Regions from separate parts of the Gossypium hirsutum genome. Here region 2 is linked to region 1. A link is a contact called in public Hi-C data. All regions are on one chromosome and are shown on one strand. Each heading gives the region's core, a stretch centred on a gene start, on an enhancer-like site or on the middle of the called end of the contact. The rest is flanking DNA. Distances are from core to core; before and after follow the strand shown.

Region 1 (5,521 bases), core at 464-2,963:
ACCAGGACAACTCAATGACAAAGAAAAAAAAATCTGCCTATAAAGCACAGTAGTTTCTTTATGTTGCAGACAAAAGGTACAAATCCCAAAAAAGAAGAATATTGGATATAGAAGTTCTGTTCCACAGTGACATTTTATGCTTCAGATTAGCACTGCTTATCTATCTGTAAGGTCACCCCATAAAGTTACGTGTTTGTAGAGAAACTTAAACACTATTAGCCACAAAGTAAATATTATATGCATCACCAGAATATTACTTTATGTTCATCATAAGCTCACTAACATCTAAATGTAGTCAAATTAAAAAGTCTTCTTATTGGTTGTCATCATGTGAATAATATGAAAATACAGTTTTACAGGAGAAGTTCAACTCACCAGCTCGGGAACATACTCCATTGGACCCTTCACCTTGAGACTCATGATTTTAAACTTAACCTTGCTCTTTTGATCCATTGGCTTTTCATTGTTCTCAGGTTGCTCAACAAACTTAAAGACTAGTAAATCCATTCAAACGAGGAAGAGAAATTCATAAGAATCTTTCAGAAGATAAGACAAACATTAAATATATATTAATAACAAATTGTCAATGCATAATCAAAACTAGAATTAACGGGTGTGTGTACAGAAGGAAGCAATTACCGGTCGCAATGATGCTCTCCCCAGGTGCAAGAATAGCACCTGGTGGGCGCATGAAACAACTCTTGGGCGCTGTAGTTTGAAACTAAACCAACAGAAACAAAAGGGTTCATTACAAATCAAAGCAATTGTCATAAAGCACAACATCATTCCACTTCAGTTTCTAATGTATACAGCAAACATAGACAAATAACAAAGACTAATACAAACAAAGCAAAATTGAAAATTTTCAAAGGTTTAAGGTTTTTACCTTGAAAGCTGTATATGACTTGCTCGTGTTTTTTATCCTGACCGCGCTCCTCACTTGTTTGCCAGGTTCATCTTCGAAAAAGAAAACGTAATATACAATCAAGAATAAGAGAAAAGATTATTTCCATATACTTGGAAAAAAATTATACAATTTCTTCCGAAATAAATCGAATTGAAAATTTCCTGATTTAAGTCAAAAGTATTTCAAATAAAGAGTAACAACAAATTTTAGTCCGCTTATATCAGCTACTTTAATCAACAATCTTGATTCTGAACAATCTCTACTATAAAATATTTTTTTTCAACTTACTGTTAATTGCAAGAAATAAGCATCAAAAGTTTTGCTGAATATTGAATCAAACAAACGGGAAATTTAGAATCAGATAATACAGCAAAGAAGAATAGTACTTACATGGAAAATAGAGCTTATTAGCCGGATCAAGTTTAAGCCGGCGACGAGTCGGCAAAAGCGACTTGGCGACAGAGGAAACGGAGTTAGCCGAGGCATGATGGTTGGATCCTTCAAGGTGAGGCTGAGTTTGAGCGGAGGAAGAAGACGTCGTACTGGTGGTGTTCCTGGTTTGTCTAAACGGCAGCTTAAAGAACCCCCAAACTTTGCCGTCGGACGATGACTTCTGGTCGGTTTCTATAGCCATCTTATCTCAAAAGAATCACGAGGGCATATAGGACACCGTTTCTTTACGTTTCGCAGAGGAAGGAACTTCCACTGGTACTCGAATCGAGAAACTCGTGACAAGGAAATGAGGCAGAGAGCGAGAGGGGGGGGGGTCGGATTTTAGAGCTTGGATTGTACTGTATTTGACTTGGGAGAATTTGAAGTCCGCTTTTCCCCTTTAAAAGTCAATCGATCTCTCAGAAACGACACCGTATCCAGTTTCAATTATTTATTTTAAAAAACCGTTGTTTCGCAGCTAATTTCGTCGTCCTTTCTATTATAAACTGCCGCGGGAAGTAAACGGATTCAACCACGACTTTCAGGGCTTTGGAATGGCTAAGTAATTTTGGATTGTACTTTTAATTAATTAAAAGATTCACGCGTTTTTCCGTCTTCTATTTATTCAACAGGAAACAGAAATGTCAAGAAATTTGATTTTAAAATACCAATAAACCCTTTTGTTTAATTTAGAAGGATTGATTAAGTTATGTATTCTTGTGTTTGAAAGTTAATTAAGGATATAATAACAGAAATAATTAGTGGGAGTAACGCGGAAATTGAATCATTGCCTTCATCTGCTCGTCTTTAAGTCTTAAGCAACTAGCCTAGATCAGGAAAAAAGTTGTAATTTACCATGTTTCTTTTCTTTTGCGCATACCATGGATCAACTTAAGTTATGCTTCAAAGGGACTTATTTCTATATAAAATTTGAGCTTAAAAATTAAATAGATTCAAATGTTGAAATTTTAATTTGTTTTTAGTTTATTTGTAAAACAAAAAGAATTTATAAAATATTGTCTAGTAAATTTTGATATTTAAAGAAAATGCAAAGTCAAGAGTTCGGATTAAAAACTATTAAATTCAAAAAATATAGTTTCCACATTCAAAATCTAAATTGATTTGTTTTTTAAATAAGCTTAATTGAATAATAAGCCATTAAATTATACCCTTCCTTTCTTTGAGTAAGGTACTTGAGTTTGATCTTTAATTGTTATTAATTAGATACCTAAGTTATAATTTCGTTAAAAAAAACTTTTCAGTCAATTAAGAGTTGACTCGTATTTAGGAATTAGTTTTTTTTATTTCAGTTGAAAAAAGAAAAATAATTTCTAAATAAAAATGGGTAAACTACAATAGAGGTCACCCAATTATGGTTTATATTTTTTTTTGGCTACTCAACTATGAAAAGTTACAAAATGGTCACTCATTTATTAGTAATTTTTTTTTGTCACTCAATTAGTCAATTTTGTCTTTTTTTTTTATCACCCAACTATCTACTAACTATCGTAAAAATAAAAAAACCAAAAAATCCAAGATAATTAGGTGACAAAAAAATAAATTGAATAGTTGAGTGACAAAAAAATAGTAATGATTAGGTGTCTATTTTGTAACATTTTATAGTTGAATAATAAAAAAGGAAAAAAAAACCATAGTTTTTAGTTTACCCGAAAAAAAACACATAAATTGAAAAAATCTCCCTTCCTCCCCTTCTCTATTTGAAGAAACTAAATTCAAGATAAACTAAAAATAAAAATCTAATTTTTTTTAGTAGATGTTAGTTATTTGTTTGATTTTCTATTAGATCTGATAATTTTAGGTCTTTATTTTTCATGTTTGGCTTTGTTTTTTTCAATTGGATCTGATAAGCCAGAGTTTTTTTGGTTTTTTTTCAAATTTGAACAGTGTTAAACATTTAAGTCATTTTGAATGCTTTAGGAGATTATTGCTATTTATCTTTGGAGTTTAAGGTTTGGTCAATAAATAACAAGCAGTTGTGTTCGAGTTAACAACTTGACAAGGCTGTCGGAGGAGGTGATGATGCTTTTAACAACATTTTCAGTGAAACTAGAGTCGGAAAGCACATCCCTAGTGCTGTGTTTGTTGAGCTTGAGCTCACTGTCATTGATGAAGTCAGGACTGGTACTTACCTCCAATGCTTCCACCCTGAGCAATTCATTAGCCGGGAGAGAGATAGAGAGGCCGAAAGGGATAGGGAGAGAGGGGTTTGGTTCTGTTTCAGAGAGGGGAAGGCTGAGGTTTTCTTTTTCTTATTTTTTTTAATTTAATTTTTTTTCAATTTTTCATCACGTGCTATTGGTTGACTGAGATAGCAATTAAGGCTATAATGATTACAAAATTATATATTTTGAATATCTTATTAAGTGGGTGTCCATAAAGATCAAGATAAGTTTTGATATTCTTTAAATTCTTATAGTCATTAGAAGTAGATCTCTACTTCATTTATACTTCATATGCCTATAAATAGAGATTTTGAAGAAGCTTTATAAATATTCCGATTGAACAATAAAATACACTTTCTCTTTACTTTCTCATACTCTTCGCTCTTTACTTTCTGTCCTTTTATTTTATAACACGTTATTAGTATGATTCTCTTTTAATTGTTTTTTTTATACTTTCTCTATAAGCCACAAAATTTTTTCCTTTTCACCAAGCCTTACCCCTTTCAAGCAACAACCAATGCAATAGTCGGTCACCCAAATTTGCTACACAAGTTGTAGTCGATTGCCTTCTAAAGCTACTATTATTTTAGTATTCAATTGAGGCCTGCGCATTATAGGTAATCATTATGCAAAGAAATTTATATAATCCTTACGTGTGCTTGTAATAATAATCAGGGTGATAACAATGAAGTTAAAGAATCTCATGTATATTTTACTATGATTTATTTATTATATCATGTTTATTATAATTGGAGACTAATCATGACAACATGAATAGATAGATTATGATTTGAAATCCACACATGTTTTGCAATGTTGATTATAAAATAAAGAATCAATGGAGACATTTAGAAGCCTATCCTACCAGATTTGTTGCATTCCCCGAAGTGAATGCAAACATAAAGAAAATCAAAGATATAATCAGGGACCACTAAAAGTGGAAAAATAGTAATAAATAAGAAAAAATGAGAGTTCTCAAGATAACTCTTCAAAGGGTAAAGATAATCTATGTTATCAATGTGATATGAAAGATTATTGGCCACACATGTGGCGTATGCCCAAATATTTTGTTTCTGTTAATATTCTTTGAGGAAGGATATGAGAATGTAGTAATGTATTCTATCATTACAAATAGAAAATATTTATCTTATTTGGTACAAGATTAGTTGAAAGCTCTAGAAGAGATAATATATCAATATCTAAAAAGCACAAAATTTGTGATGGTTAATGCATTAGTTTTAAAATATATTCATTATAATGGATATCATATTGAGATTGTGAATGAAGAAAATATTATTTTCACATGAATCAAAAGAGGGTTGGGTTATTGATTTATATTTATTACTCTTGTTATAAATTGAATTGATCGTGACTATCTTTGTGATCTTCTTTTGTCATCATCCTCATTAAGGGGTTGAAAGTGAAATATTTGATTGTGAAAGATCTACTTATGAGCAATAGAATATGGTAAATCTATCTAAAACTATTACGGTTGAATGCACCTAAAGTTGCAAGTTTTTTAAAGCTGTGAGTATAACTCTACAGTATTCAGAATAAGTTCTCAATTAAAATTACGTGACAAATATTACTGATAAGAACCTTACAAGAGAGAACTTATTGAACTTTTCAAGATTCAAATGTGCTCTTATGGTAGCAATATCATGAAAAAAATTTACTTATGATTGAACAAAAGTTTTTAACCACGAAACCTAATCATTCCTTGAAAAGAATGTAACAATATGAAATAAATTCGAAAGACATAATATTTGACGTGGATGTAGTAAATTGGACTATAATAACAATAATGGGGAATTGTCATAATAAATTTTCTCAGCACCAGTTGTGGAAAATGAAGAAAGCAAGAAAAGAACAAAAATTTCCAAAAACTTGTTAAGAAGAGAGAATTTATTTATGAAGAGTCATTGGTTATGTGCCTATTGTACACTTGGAAAATAATATCCACTCTCAAAATTTTCTATCAATGGTACGTCTATTAAAT
Region 2 (4,929 bases), core at 166-2,665, 160 kb before region 1:
TCACCTTCAAAAGAAAATCTTTGTATTTTTCAATCTTTTTCTTTTGTATTTCTCTCTATCCCCCTTTTTACAGATTTTCAAAGGCTTTTATAGCCTAACGCTAACCTATTTCCTTGTTTCTTGTTGTTTTACATTATCTGGACTATTTGAGTCCGTTTTGCGAGTATTTGAGGAGCGAACGGCGCGCGTGGGGAGGCTGATCTCCGAGTCTTGCGGCGACTGGGCGTTGGGTGCGACACTGGAGACTGTTGGGGCTTGCGGCGCTGAACCGAACATGGGGCTAGGGTTTGGGTAATTTGGGCTGTTAGGTAGGCTAGGTTTTGGACATTGGGCCTGGACGACCCATTTTTGTTTTGTAAATAGTCTAGGCCAATTGGGCCTTATTACATTATTATTTTACATTATTTCAGTACATTATGTTTGAAATGTATTCATTTAGTGTGTTTTTTAAATAAATTTAAAAAAAATCCTTATTTCGGCCCTTTGTTCGTATTTTTTTCCCAGATTTTATTACTTTCAATAAAAAACACACTAAATGAATACATTTCAAATATAATGTACTAAAATAATGTAAAATAATAAATTAGAAAATAGTATATTTTTTAAAAGTAATAAAATCCGGAGAAAAAAATACGAACAAAGGGCTGAAATACGAACATGTTGGTGCCACCTCTGCCACAGGCACCATTGGTGCCGCCAGTGGCAGGCCCTCCATTTAGCTGTTTTGTTTTGTTTTTTTTGTACCATTTTTGTAAATAAACTTTTTTGTATATTATTTTAGTATTTTTTGTATTATTTTAGTCAAATACCCGATAAACACCAGTTAAAGAGCCTATTTGATTCAATTTTATTAGTTTAAAAGTCAATTAAGTGAAGAAAAATTCAAAACAGCTTAATTAAATCTTTTTAAAAAGTTCTAAAATAAGGGGGTTTTTTTTATGTAATAGTAGATGTTTTTTTTTTCATTTTACATTCCATCTTATCTAAATTGAAATATACGTAAATGATATAGATTTAAATTGCATTTTATGCTGCACTTTTTATTTGGCGGATTTTGAAAAGAAAATATAAAAAATCAAATTATTTCTCACAAAGTGAGACATTTCTCTATTTATTTATTTACCCCTTAAATGCAGTTATAGAAAAATATGGGCACTTGCTCCAAAAATAATGGAAGAAAGAAGCTAACATTTAACGTGGGAAAGATGAGCCAACAAGATTCGTTGGTTGATTGATTTACATTTGAGTAATTAAGAATTAAGGTTTACGAATTACAATCAAATTAAGGCTGATTTACGTTATATCAAAATTCAAATTTTTACCATAAATTCATTTTCTTACCTTGTACAGATTACAATACAATTAAACTGAAACGGTGGAAAGGTAAATAGAAAGTTCATGAGATCTGATGAGATTCTAAAGAAACCTTATTGTAGATAGGTGGCCCCACAGCAACCCACTGTAAAACCCCCTTCATGCATGTACAGTGTTCTACAAATACAATCATCAATAAAGAGATGAAACCCTTCAACTCCTTTATCACTGATCAGAATCAGATACACTACTTTTCTTTTTCCCTTTTAACCATCTCCCTCCTCAGTTCTTTTCACGCTGTGAGCTTCAGCTACCCTTTTAAGTTTTAACCCTTGTTATTATGGCAGAAATTTATTCCCTTATCTTCATCCTATTGACTTGTCACTGTTACACCACCTAAACGGTCAGCCCTCTATTCTAAATGTAAAATTAAAGACCCCCATTTCAGTTGCAGCTGCAACATGAAAAGATAACTTTAGATTAGATATATGCAGTCAGTGGCCCTCTTTCTCTCTCTTCTTTGATAGTGTTAGATTCCTTCCTTCAAAGCAAGCATTGAGTTTGAAGAAAAAGGTCCAAAAAAAAAAATGGGAGAAGAAGAGAAACCAATGCAAAAGCAGCACCAGAATTCAACAGAATCTTTCACTGCAATGAAATCTAGTATCAAGCAGGCTGTTCAGGTTATATCTTCTTTGATTTCTCTTTCACATTCTATCAAGGTTTTTAATGTTAAATGGCAACTCATTCGAAAGAAGCTAGAAGAGATGAGTTCTGGGTTGATGGCTGTTGGAAACTGTGATTCAAGTGAAAACACAGCGGCCTTCTCTGACGTGGTTCCTTCCATTTTGGCAACTGTAAACGAGTGTTATGATCTCGGGAGAAGATGTGTGGATCTTTCTTACAGTGGAAAGCTCCTGATGCAAAGTGACCTCGATGTGATGGTTGCAAAATTTGATCTCCATGTAAAGAATCTTTCAGGGATTTACACTGCTGGGGTTCTGAGCCATGGTTTCGCCATTGTTGTTTCCAGGCCTGGTTTTGGTGCTTGTAAAGATGACATGAGGTTCTATGTAAGAGATTTGTTGACAAGGTTGAAGATTGGTGATATAGAAATGAAAAGGCAATCCTTGGTGAATTTATATCAAGTTATGGCTGAAGATGAAAGGTACATGAAACTTGTAGCACTTGAAGTTAGTGACATTGTGAAAGTGTTGGTCGATTTTCTTGATTCACCAGAGATGGAAATTCAAGAAGAAGCTTCAAAGATTGTATCTTTAATCTCTGGGTTTGATTTGTATAAAGGGGTTTTAGTTGAAGCTGGGATTATTGGCCCTTTAAATCGGGTTTTGGAAACCGGCAGTAATTTGGTCAAAGAAGGAGCTGTTAGGTGTCTTCAGACATTGACTGTAAATTCAGACAATGCATGGTCAGTTTCAGCTGATGGTGGGGTGACGGCACTGTTGAAAATATGTTCAAGCGGTGATTTTGGAGGGGAACTAATTGGTCTTGCTTGTGGGGTGTTGAGAAACCTTGTTGGTGTTGAAGAGATTAAAAGGTTTATGGTCGAAGAAGGTGCCATTGAAACATTCATCAAGCTAACAAGATCAAAAGAAGAAATCGTGCTGATTAATTCAATGGAGTTGCTTCAAAACGTAGCTTCTGGGGAGGAATCAGTTCGTGCATTACTACGAGTTTCGGATCCGAAATCGGCAACCTCTTCGAAAACAAGAGAAGTAGCATTGAGAGCAATAGAGAATCTATGTTTCCCTTCACAAAACTGCATAAACACCTTGATGAATTACGGATTCACGGATCATTTACTCTTCTTCCTACGCAATGGCGAAGTTTCCCTTCAAGAACTGGCACTTAAGTTGACGTTTAAGCTTTGTGGGACATCAGATGAGGCCAGAAAGACGATGGGAGATGCTGGTTTCATGGCAGAGCTTGTCAAATTGTTGGATGCTAAGTCATATGAAGTGCGTGAAATGGCAATTGAAGCACTCTCCAGTTTGGTCTCAGTCCCTAAAAATCGACATAGATTTGTTTCAGATGATAGAAACATACACTTCCTTCTTAGATTGCTTGATCAAGAGGAAGGAATTTCAGGTAATAAACAGCTCTTGCTCTCTATATTAGTTTCATTGACAAGTTGCAACAGTGGAAGAAGAAAAATAGCCAGTTCTGGCTACCTAAAATACATAGAGAAACTTGCAGAAGCACAAGTCTCTGACGCCAAAAGACTTGTCAGAAAGTTATCTACCAATAGATTTCGTAGTTTTCTGAGCCGTTTCTGGCATTCTTAAATGTAATTTTTGTTTCTTTGTTTGATTGTTTTTGTTTTCACTGTACATTAACTATAAGATACTTGTTTTCTCACACTCTGTATATTGCAGTTATTTTAGTAAATATGGGGATTCTACATGATAAAAGTAAGTGTAATTTATAAGATGATTTGGAAGCATTGTATATGGGAAAACCCAGATGACATGTGAACAGTGGAAAACAAGCTTGTCTCCTGTCCATGTGGGACAAAGGGGATAGCGATAGATGAAAGTTGGGTCACTATTTGCTTGGCTTTTAGCCAACACTCAACACTGTCTCCATTTTATGACAGTTCTATATTCTGATACAAGGCTTGATAATTACTAGCTTTTTTGTTTTTCACATAGTATTAGTTTGTCAAACATCACAATCTTATCAACTACAGTGTTGAGACAGGCTCTTTAGGCATTACCAATTCAGAAATTTCATGGCCCAATGTGTTGAGACCTTACCATTTGTAGGGTACACACATTTAATGTCAACTGGTTAGCCAACTTGGTTTTGACAGCCTACGTTTGGAGTCTGGAAATTGAGCCCAAATGTTCCACTCACACCTGGAAATTGATCAATTGGTTAGCCAACTTGGTTTTACATAGTATTGATTGAGAAGGTAAGACAATGATTAATAAACTGAAACCCTAAATGTAGCAGATTAAATGTAAGGCGATGTGATGGTTCAACTTGTTTTTCACGCATTTTTTACTGCAACGCAGTTAAAGAGCGGGTGAGTATTTATTAGAGGAATGGCGGTGAATGCAAAAAAGAAGAGGTGGAGATATTCATTTGTGGTGGTGCGGTACACAACACGAAATGCTCGCTGGTTTTAACGAAGCAGAAAGTTTCACCCACTCACCCTCATCTCATTTACGACCTCACCAGCTTTTGGCACGCCTTCACATTGCATGCAAATATTTTATTAAGACTGTTGAGAGTTTCACCTATCGATTGTAGTTGGGCCACCTTAATAGAAGCCCATTAATTACTTTGGGGCTAGTTTTTACATACATTTTAGGATGTTATAAATAGTAGTCAACCCTCTCTGCTATAGTAGTCAAGTTTCTAGAAGAATTAAGTTTTTATATTTTATTTTAACCCCTTATAACAATAACATTCATAGTTATGAAGTACGTCCTTTATTAAATTAGTTTTTATAATAACATATGGTCTAAATTTCTAAGTAAAATCATAGTATTTTATATAAGCAAGTCTATTCATTGTCATCTATTAAATGAAATGATCTTAATTAAAACATTACTTCAATAAAATGATTAAATTTCATGTTTTATTGTATGA

What was found. Hi-C and Micro-C count contacts between places; a contact is called where the count stands out from the background.
Region 2: a contact with region 1 is called in a Hi-C map of leaf, with 2.3 times the contacts expected there. The contact joins the promoter of LOC107900619 here to the promoter of LOC107900616 in region 1. A contact is called at or near these places in 13 of 34 Hi-C or Micro-C datasets (anther, callus, cotyledon and 4 more).

Annotation. Positions count from the first base shown.
Region 1 is chrD06:43,139,561-43,145,081 of Gossypium_hirsutum_v2.1, reverse strand. It overlaps LOC107900616 (vesicle-associated protein 4-2), which reads right to left and starts at 1,713. Exons shown (of 8, transcript XM_016826280.2): 1 at 1,298-1,713; 2 at 887-957; 3 at 640-721; 4 at 376-494. The coding sequence starts at 1,541.
Region 2 is chrD06:43,299,612-43,304,540 of Gossypium_hirsutum_v2.1, reverse strand. LOC107900619 (vacuolar protein 8) reads left to right here and starts at 1,415. Exons shown (of 1, transcript XM_041095886.1): 1 at 1,415-3,690. The coding sequence starts at 1,902. The coding sequence ends at 3,617.